Linked DNA regions of Gossypium arboreum: region 1 is linked to region 2. A link is a contact called in public Hi-C data. All regions are on one chromosome and are shown on one strand. Each heading gives the region's core, a stretch centred on a gene start, on an enhancer-like site or on the middle of the called end of the contact. The rest is flanking DNA. Distances are from core to core; before and after follow the strand shown.

Region 1 (5,131 bases), core at 764-3,263, 220 kb after region 2:
GGCCAAACCCAATGTCTTACCTGGGCAAGTCCGACGGCCTGACCCGAATGGCGCCAGCCTAAGGTCTGACCCTAACACCGAGAATTCCACATCAGTAATATTATCCTTGGACACGAATCTCTCTGGCATGAACTTGAGTGGGTCCACCCAAATTTCTGGGTCCCTGGTAATGGCCCACATGTTAACCATGGCTGTGGTCCCAGCAGGCACGTGATATCCATCAATAGTAGCGTCTGTGATTGCCAACCGGGCCCATGATAGAAGTGGGCCAGGTGGGTGCATCCTCAGAACCTCCTTCACTACTGCCTGCAGGTAAACCATCGATTCAATATCTGATTCCATCAACGCTCGTGATTTCCCCACAACTTCATCAAGCTCCGCCTGCACTCTTGACTGGATTTCCGGGTGAAGCACCATTCTCGCTAGAATCCACTCTATTAAAACCGCCACAGTGTCCGTTCCTCTAAATATCATCTCCTGCGTAATTAGGACAAAGCAATTAATTGTACTTAAAAGCTAAGAAAATGTACATATTATCGTAATCTAATCATCAAACTGATCCAAGATTCCATCCTCGATTCTTTTCCCATCACAGCTAGAAAGCAAAAAACCATGCCTATAAAAAAATAAAATAAAATTGCTTGCTTTGTTGCTTACCCAAAGTACGGCAATCATATCGTTGTCCGAGAGTCTATGAGGTCCAGTGAGAGAAAGTAAAACGTGCACGAAATCATGGTTTATTGTCTCAGGTTGCAGTTTATGTTGTTGAATGATTCTACTCACAAACTTGTTCACTTTGGGAACAAGTTGGGTGCATCGAAGCCGGATTTTTTGAAGGTCTAAACCAGCAAGCCATGGGAGATGATCAGACCAATTGAGCTTCCCTAATAGGTCGTAACCTTCTTCGACAAGCTGGTTGAGTTGTTCAGTTTCAGTATTTGACGAGCCAAGTTGATACTTGCTGCCAAACACCGAGCACATCATGTTGTTAAGAGATGCTTTCTTTAGTATATCCCGTACGGAGATTTCTCCGGTTCCACCACGACATGCTATTATAGAACGCATTTGAGAGGCGATATCAGACCTCTGTGCCTCGGCGAAGCTGATTTGTTTAGGACAAAATAGATGTGTGGCAGCAATTCTTCTGAGGGTTCGCCAGTAAACCCCATAAGGAGCGAAACCAATGGCTCTGTTGAACATTAAACTGTATGCCGACTCTTTCACAGGACGATCAGCAAAAATGGAACTGTTAAGAATCTCTTTGGCTACATCAGGGTTGCATGTAACCATAACCCTTGTATCACCCAAGCTAAAGGCCATGAGCCGTTTAGCATCAAAACACTTAGCTGCTGCAGAAATTTTATGGTGAGCCAGATTAAGCATGATGTTCATGCTTCCCAGCACTGGGAAACCTCGTGGTCCTGGAATGATATTGTGCTTCGCGGCACCTCTCTTCCGCAGCCAACGATACTTACCCCAGGCAGGACCTCCAGGGTACAACCAGAAACAGAGGGTCATACCCAGCCAACCCATGCAAAGTAAAAGAAGAAGCCAAACTGAGTTTTGAGAGGAGAAAGTTTTGCATTTGGAAGCAATAAACAAAAGCCAAAAGCAATCAGAGTTAGTTTCCATGGAGATCAGGAAAATGGCGGATGATATTTTGTTTGTTTGGTTGTTTCCTCTTCTGGTTGAGACTATGGAATGAGAGCGTTGCTTATATAGAGATTTTTTTTTTTTTTTTTGTGGACTACAAGAGTAACGGTTAAACAGAAGCATTATGAGATATGCCACACGGATCGGCATATATCAACATTATAACGGAATTAAAAAAAAAATCGAAAAGTTAAAATCGATATCAGTGTGCGCCGCCACTAGCAAAACCGAAAACGAGGCTTCATGAGCATGGAGCCCCTTGCATTCCCCACGCTCGTTTCTGCTCGTGGGGTTCATTTTCTTGGAACACGTAAGCCCCTAGCTGCTACCATTCTATCTTTTTCGATCCACAGCTATCAAACCACTAATATCAAAGGCTAGTAGCAGCATATTACTGGTAATAATTGACAAAGGCAGCCATTCCGATTCGCTATGTTAATGAATTTGGCATCGCTCTCAGAATTTAGGCATCGGCGGTGTATGTGGTGGTCCTGAGCGAGCCCTCCACTTCCAGGCCACATTAATCAAATATCATTCTTTTTCATACCCAATCATGTCGATGTAGTATCTTCCTCTTCTTTTTATTTCTTTTTTATAATCTCATGGGCACAAAACTTTTACATGGTTACAAAAAAAATTCATGAAAGTAACTCTTTTAAGTTTTTCGAAAAAGAAAATTAAAAGAACAAGAATCATTAAAACAAACTAGCAGCGGCATTGGTGAATGTTAATTAGTATTTGATTAAAATTAGCAAAATGATCAAGCATTTTTAAGGCAATTATATATAGGGTGAGTTTGGATGGGTTTAGGGGTGCGTTTAGTTTAGTTTTTGTCTCACGCTACAATATCGTTATAGTAGTTAATATCACCGTCACCATTATTTTTATATTAACCACAGATAAACACATCACTCATCCAAACCCATTCATAATGATTAACTCAAGTGAGACCACCTTAAAAAATAAAGAATTATGATATCCCTTTAATTCTCTCCTCATGCAATTTAATTGTCTCATCAGGTAGGATTTGCTTTCAGCATCATCCCCACGACCAAACATAGTGGAGTTATTTCCCTCGATTCGTCAGAAAAATACTCTTCCAGCTGAAGGTGTGCGTATCACCTTCCCAAAATTTCCAGAACGCACTTATGAAATATTTCTGGAAATCAAAATTGTAGGACGGGATTCAAGACTTAAGAATTGTAGCAGGTATGCTATGCCAAAAACACAGACCACTTTTCTTTTTGGACATTAAAACAAGCACTGCCTTTTAGCTATAAACCCTTAAATCAAGAAACTTCCTTAATCCTCAGCATTATTGATACCTTTGATCAGAGTTTAATATTTATTATGTGCAGGATCCATGTATATGGCAAGCACAGAGCATATTTATTATGTGCAGGATCCATGTATATGGCAAGCACAGAGCATACTCTATTTGAACTCATAGTTAACTCATAAGCTCAATCTTATCTTAAAAGGAAATCTAGAGAGAAAGCAGGGAATTTAGAAAGCCATAGATAGAAAACACTCTGATATTTTATTGATCTAACTTGATCTGTTTTTACAAGAGGATATAACTCTTCTTATACAGATGGAGAGGCTTACAAACAGACAAACTTATGGTACAGATATTTTACATAAAGCAAACAGTACAAAACATCTTTATTGAAGGCAAATAGTAAAAGTGAGATTCTATTCTTTAATCATAGTCAGTGTATTCATTTGATGTGAGACTAAGATCAATGATATGGTCCTGCTTTTCTTGTTTTTTCTGATAGATTTCTAGGCGGAGAGCATCATACTGTGCATCTGGATCAAAATCTTCATCTTTATCTTGATGTTCATGCTTATCTTCATGTTGTGGTTGAGAATCTTGGATCCTTATTGTAACATCCCTTACCCGTGTCCGATGCCGGGATAGGATACGAGGCATTATCGGGCTTAAACATACATATACATGTAAAACTGAGCCATAAAATTTCAACCAATTCAAAAACATTCAAACACATGCATATCGTCCCTTATACGGGTCTATGAGGCCCACAACACACATCGGGGGTGGTTCGGGACTAAACCAAGAACTTCTAAAAATTTTACAACACTTAGAGAAATTTTCCATGTCTAGAGAGTCACACGTCCGTGTGGCTAACAGTTAGGCTATTTTCCAAGCCTTGGTCAACCATAATCCCTCACACATTTATACAACATCAAGGATATATAACATGACATCCATTTAACGATTAAACATCCTCAATTAAGTCACAAACATAACATTTGCATGTATTATACTTGTGTTTCTCATACTCATTTTATATCAAGTCTTGACATACCAAATCATATTCATTTGGCCTTGTCGTCTTCACTACCACTTATACCCTTATACTATGGTTGTCTTCATGTTGATATTCTCAACATAGTCATCTAGCATTCATAGTCATGTCTAATACATATCCTTAATGTCACATATCACACACTCACATTAACATGTTTCCATAAGGCATTCCACACCAATTCTATTCTTCATTAACATCATTAACTTACTCTAAATTTACACTTTTATACTAAGAATATGGTCACATCTATTGATCAAAATTCATCCATCAAATATGCATACCATATCATACATTCATCGATACCAAGCCATAACAACATGCACATCATTAAGACATTAAATCAGTCATGCAAAATCAATTAGGTTTAAAACCCAATGATCAAATATGAGTCATATCTCATGGCTCATTACAAATGAATCATTATAAGCCAACTCAATTGGCCAAATCATGATACACATATCATAAATTACTAAGTCTCTATACATGTCACTCACTTCAAAACACTTAAGGTTTATTAATACCCTAACTTGTTAATTTGATAGTGTGATGCTGCCTCCAACGATCTCCAACCCCGAGCTAACTTGACAACACTAAATAAATAGAAAGGAGGGGGTATGTGACAGCCCTAAATTGACCCTAGTCGGGAAGTGGTTTCGGGACCGCTAAACCGAGTCACCGAAGTATTTGAATGTGATATTTATTGTCTAGAATATGTGAATATGAATGTGTGAAAGTTTTAAGCTTCGATTTAGTCGATTGCATGTGAATTTAGTTAATAGGACTTATGTGAGAAAATTTAGAAATGTGCTAGGCAAATGTAAGTGGCCTATTAATGCATGTTATAAAGATGCTGGGTTTGCATGTCAAATTACCCAAAATTTGAACTAGTGGCCGGCCATGCTATGGGTTAAAACCTATTATAAACATGTTGTGCTAATGCTTTATGTTAGAAATAATAAAATAAAAAGGGTTAGTAATAAAATAATGGAAATTGGGGGTGATGAAAAAAAAGAAAAAGGTTCTCATTTTGTTCTTCTTGACCGAAAAATCAAAGGAAAGAAAGGAAGAAAGGTTGAAGAGGTTCGCCATGCTTGTAACTAGGCTAAGGTATGTTTGATGTTTTCCATGAGATTCATGCATAT
Region 2 (4,919 bases), core at 1,400-3,899:
TCATTCTAGTTGGGAGAATTACAAGACTAAAAGAAACAATTACTTCTAATATACCTGGGGGCTATTCCAGTTGAGCTGGACAGCTTTTTCATAGTTTTTTGTTGCCTGAAAACCCATAACAATAGGATTAGGCTCTATCAAAGTAAAGGACAACGCTTTTATTACTAAAGCAAGGCATTCCTTTGAAAACACCAAGGATTTCTACACAGCATGACTACAAGGACAATGTGCTTCAGCACTAATTTCCAGAATGACTGTATACCAAAACTCCAAAGTAAAATCCAGTTCCATGGTTCATTGGCCTTACTAAATTAGATTATATAACAGCATGCAGCTAACATGAAACATAAAGAGGAAACAAGATCTTATCCACACATGGAAAAGGTTTTCCATGACAAGACACCAAGATTTGCCTATAAAGGACTAGTATTGTTCATACAAAAGTCTAGCATGACTAAGATATCAAAATTATAAAGTAAGAACCTGCTCCCATAGTTCTTCAGCCTCTTTGGTCCGACCACGCATTTTTGCTCGATCAGAGATTGCTATAGCCCAGTTGTAGAAAGCCTGTCATGCAATGAAATTGCATCAAAGTCATGAATGAATATCATTAGTGTATATATTATACAGCTCTACACTTATTTCAGTAAATTCTGTTGTGCATTCAGTTTCTTATCTGGCTTATGCACTCTGAGCAGTCATCATGCCTTTTTTAATTGAAATGGAACTTAAAAAAACCAAAAGATCATAGTAATGCAATGGATCATCAGCAACATGAACAAGCACACATACATCATGAAGTGTCGGGCAAAGACGAGTAGCCTCGTCATACTTTTTACAAGCCTCCTCTAGCAAGGCATCTTTAGAAGGTGAAGTAGAATCTGGACTAACATTATCTGCACTTTCCTGCAAGCCAAATAAGAACAGAAAGGACATGATATGAGAAATCTGCATCATTTTGCAACCATTACAATATGCTTAAATTGACAATGTTAAGGAGGCTGCCCTTGCTGTATAATAATAAGACATGATAATCATTCTGAATGATGTTAAGCGAACATCAACATTAACCAGTATCTCAAACCTGAAGAACCAATGCCCAATTGTAGAGAGCATCATAATCTTCTGGGTTTCTCTCCAGTGCAGTAGCATACCTACAAAATTTGACTGAAAATCAGTACTATTGAATAGCAGACTCTAAAGCGGCAACATATCAAGCTCAATATGGAAGTAAAGTGTGAAAAGTGTATAAAAATAAGATGACAGTACCTCCTGGCAGCATATATAAGAATCCGTTGACGAGACCTGCCTTCCTCATCAGTACCAGTGACACTATTGATCAACTCCATTGCAGCATTATTTTGGTAGGACTGACATTGCGTGTTTTCTTGACTGAAGCATATATAAATCATGTAGTAGACAATGGTATCATTCACAAGCAGAAGAAACAAGGATCACATCATATTTACTCCAACAAGACTAGGAAACCTTTACTGCATGAATGGCGGCATATGAAAATGAACATAAACTGAATTCTATAAAGTGCAAAATCCCAAAACCAAGGATTCCTTCATCGAAGTTGGAAAAGATTAAGATTACAATTGATGCCGAACTTGAAATTCAGAACTAATTTAATGACTCAAAAGCAGGAAAAAAAATCTAATTGCATCTGAAGTTCAAAGATAACGAGCTTCTAACATAACAATCATGTTCAAGAGTAATGGAAGACCTTTGATGGGAGAACAGTTGCTCATCCATGCAATTAATGAAAATGAACTCGTAGACTAAAAGGAAGAGTACGCCTTAATTGCATCTAGTAGTTTGCCAATAGATAATCAAGAATCAAAATTCTGTAACTTCTCTGTTCGGGATATAAAAGAGAAACAGCATAATTTTAGGTTCAGTTGAAACTCGAAGAATTCTCCACATTTAATTGAGGAGAATAATCAACGGGGACCTTCAAAGATCGAAAGATTTGTACGTTGAAATCTCGTTAAATCCAATTACAAATTAAAGAGTGTAATTTTTTGATCAACTGAAACTCGAAAAGAGAAGGAAAAAAGAAAGTACCTGTAAGGAGAACCTGCATCATCTTCGTCGCTTTTCAATTCACTTAGCAATTCTCTCATCGTGAAAGTCCGGTTCTCGTCATCTTTACGCCGCCCTGGAGGAGCAACTTGGTCGGTTGAAGCTTGTTTGGTCGTCTCATTCGATTGGATCGAGCTCTCATTGTTCGGCTCCGGCTTCGGAACGACATCAGTTACCACAGGTTCCGGTTTCAGTTCCTCTTCCGGTTGTTGTTCAGGTTGAGATTCTACTTTCAATTCCGATTCCGGTTCGGGCTCGGGCCGGGGTTGTGGCTGGAAACCATTTTGAAGTTCGGATCCCTCAATCGTTTCGGACATAGCGTTGAACGAGAGATTTGCGTGCAACGCCAAAGCGGAATCCAAGAAGATCTGAAAGAGAGAACTAGAAAATATAGCGTGTTGAAGCCAAGATCCAATGCAAAAAAGGATGTTACTTCAGCAGGGCCGTAATAAGTCGCAGTAAAAGTAAAACATAGGTAAGCTACTATGTAAGAGTACAACTGTTATCTTCAAATGCCAAGATTCCTCCCTCATTACTAAATTTTAATGTATTGAAACCTAAGTTCGCAGGGTGGTGTTGACCATTTTCCGAAAAAATCATTATTAAAAAACCTAAATTTTGAACACGATATTAAGCTTTAAAAAATAATTAAGTTGGTTTAAAAAAATGGTTCTGGCATAGCTTTTATATTCAAAACCAAAATACAACATTTCTTATGTAATTTATATGACATCAAATGAAATATACTTATAATTTAAATATTAATTCTTTTAGAAATTTAATTAAAAATATATAATGGTTATAATTATATAATCGTTAAATATTAAATAAAACAATTATTTTTAAAAAATAATATATATATATATATATATGAAAGTGCTAACGAACTTAAATGAATTATTTATAAATATGGGTAAATTTAGTTGAAATTTGAAATTTATATTTTTTCTAAGTTAAAATTGGAAATTTATTATGGTATTAATATTATGGACCTAATTTAATCTCAACTCAATCCATAAATTCATTTATGGAAGTAATATTATTTATATAAGATTTTTACTTAAGGTGCATTTCTTTCATGAAAAATTATTTATGAAAAATAGTTTTCACATTTTGTGTTTGGTTAATGACAAATAACTTGATGAATGAAGTTACTCAGTCAATTACAATAAACCCCTTTTATGCAAGTTTTCTTCTTTTAAGAATTTTTGAAAAAACCTCAATTATGAGTAAAAAGTTTTTAGATAATAATTTACTTGAACTGAGCTAAATATTAATATATTATAATAAAATTTTAGTTTTAACTTTTAGAAATGTTAAAATATTGATTTTAAATTATACTTTTCAATATTATTAAATATATATTTATATTTACATTTAATAGTACATAACAAATTATTAATATAGTTAATACAATTTATTATTTTAATTAAATTATTTAATATTATAATTTTATTTTTACAATAAATTCTACTACTAATAATAAATTTAAATTTAGAAAGTATTCTTAATATTCTATTAAAAATATTTTATATTAATATTTTAATAATAAGTATATGAAATATGATTTATAAATATTTAGCAATGTTTTACAATATAAATATTAATAATATAAATATGAGTATTTTTAAAAACTTTACTTACTTTCATTTATTCCTTCCAATTTCAATGAACTATTATCCTTATCATACATATAATTTTAAGTTTAAGTTTTAATTAATCATTGATTATTATTAAGTCTATATAAGATAATGCAATTATTATAAGATAAATTTTGATTGTCAAAGGAAATACTTCAATTCTTTTAACAAATATAATTTATGATATGAATGTTTCACTATAAACGATTTTCAAGAAATGATTTCATGGTGATTATTTTTTCATTTCAGCATAAATCTTATTAGGAAGATTATCACACACTAGTGTATGAACATTGAGTAAAGAATTAGCACGAAATATATAGAACTAAAAGTAGCTTTTACTATAAGTGTGATAGGTTAGTTGTAATATTTATAAGTGTTTCAATAGAACACTCAGAGTATTCCAAGGATCAAACCCAAATAATTGTCAAATTGGTAAATGTGTTTATCAAGTTAATCAAGAACTAAGCAATTACTAATCTAATTTGGTTGAAAATTATTAATGCAAACCAAATAGGAAAATATATAGATACCAAATCTAAATTATCAATTAAACTATTTAACCTAAACTTTCTTCCTAATTTCTTAGAATATGCAAATGGTGAAAATGATGGTTGATTGATTCGTTAACCGCTAACTAATTTAACAATGCTGGATCTGGTGCTCTAAGTGTAGTATATTCGTTTGTATACTTGTATTTTTCGAATAGATTAATTTAATAAAATTATCTATGAGTTGCATTAATATTATTTGTATATTGTCCTCAATAGTTTTTACATGCAAAGAAAAATAGAAGCAAATATTAGCTCATTAGTTATCTAATGTTTAACTAATACTAAGCGGTATTACATGGTTGAATCGTAATACGGAAAGACAACCTATATTAGTAGATAAACCTAAAGATGTTCTTAGTCTAATTGGAAATGAGCAAATCAATTGCAAGACTAATATGCCTTCCATCAAGTTCAATCGACAAGATGCTTTGTTTTGGGCATCGAAGCGGATGACTCCCAGAAGATAGAGACATAGATTTGATTCACTGGACTGATAATACATCAGACAAGACCCAAGTAGAATAGACCCTAAATCCATTTATGGAATTACTCATTTGTGATGTTCATAGTGTGGCATACCTCAATCTTGAGTGGATGATGGACTATGTATGTGTGACGTGTATACTTTGATGTAACA

Evidence for each region. Hi-C and Micro-C count contacts between places; a contact is called where the count stands out from the background.
Region 1: a contact with region 2 is called in a Hi-C map of leaf, with 2.3 times the contacts expected there. The contact joins the promoter of LOC108469085 here to the promoter of LOC108464426 in region 2. A contact is called at or near these places in 2 of 5 Hi-C or Micro-C datasets (both in leaf).

The regions. Positions count from the first base shown.
Region 1 is chr8:49,349,885-49,355,015 of ASM2569848v2, forward strand. It overlaps LOC108469085 (cytochrome P450 78A3-like), which reads right to left and starts at 2,014. Exons shown (of 2, transcript XM_017769975.2): 1 at 658-2,014; 2 at 1-477. The coding sequence starts at 1,803.
Region 2 is chr8:49,129,890-49,134,808 of ASM2569848v2, forward strand. LOC108464426 (protein HLB1-like) reads right to left here and starts at 2,650. Exons shown (of 14, transcript XM_017764724.2): 1 at 2,071-2,650; 2 at 1,270-1,392; 3 at 1,085-1,154; 4 at 793-906; 5 at 484-567; 6 at 55-105. The coding sequence starts at 2,405.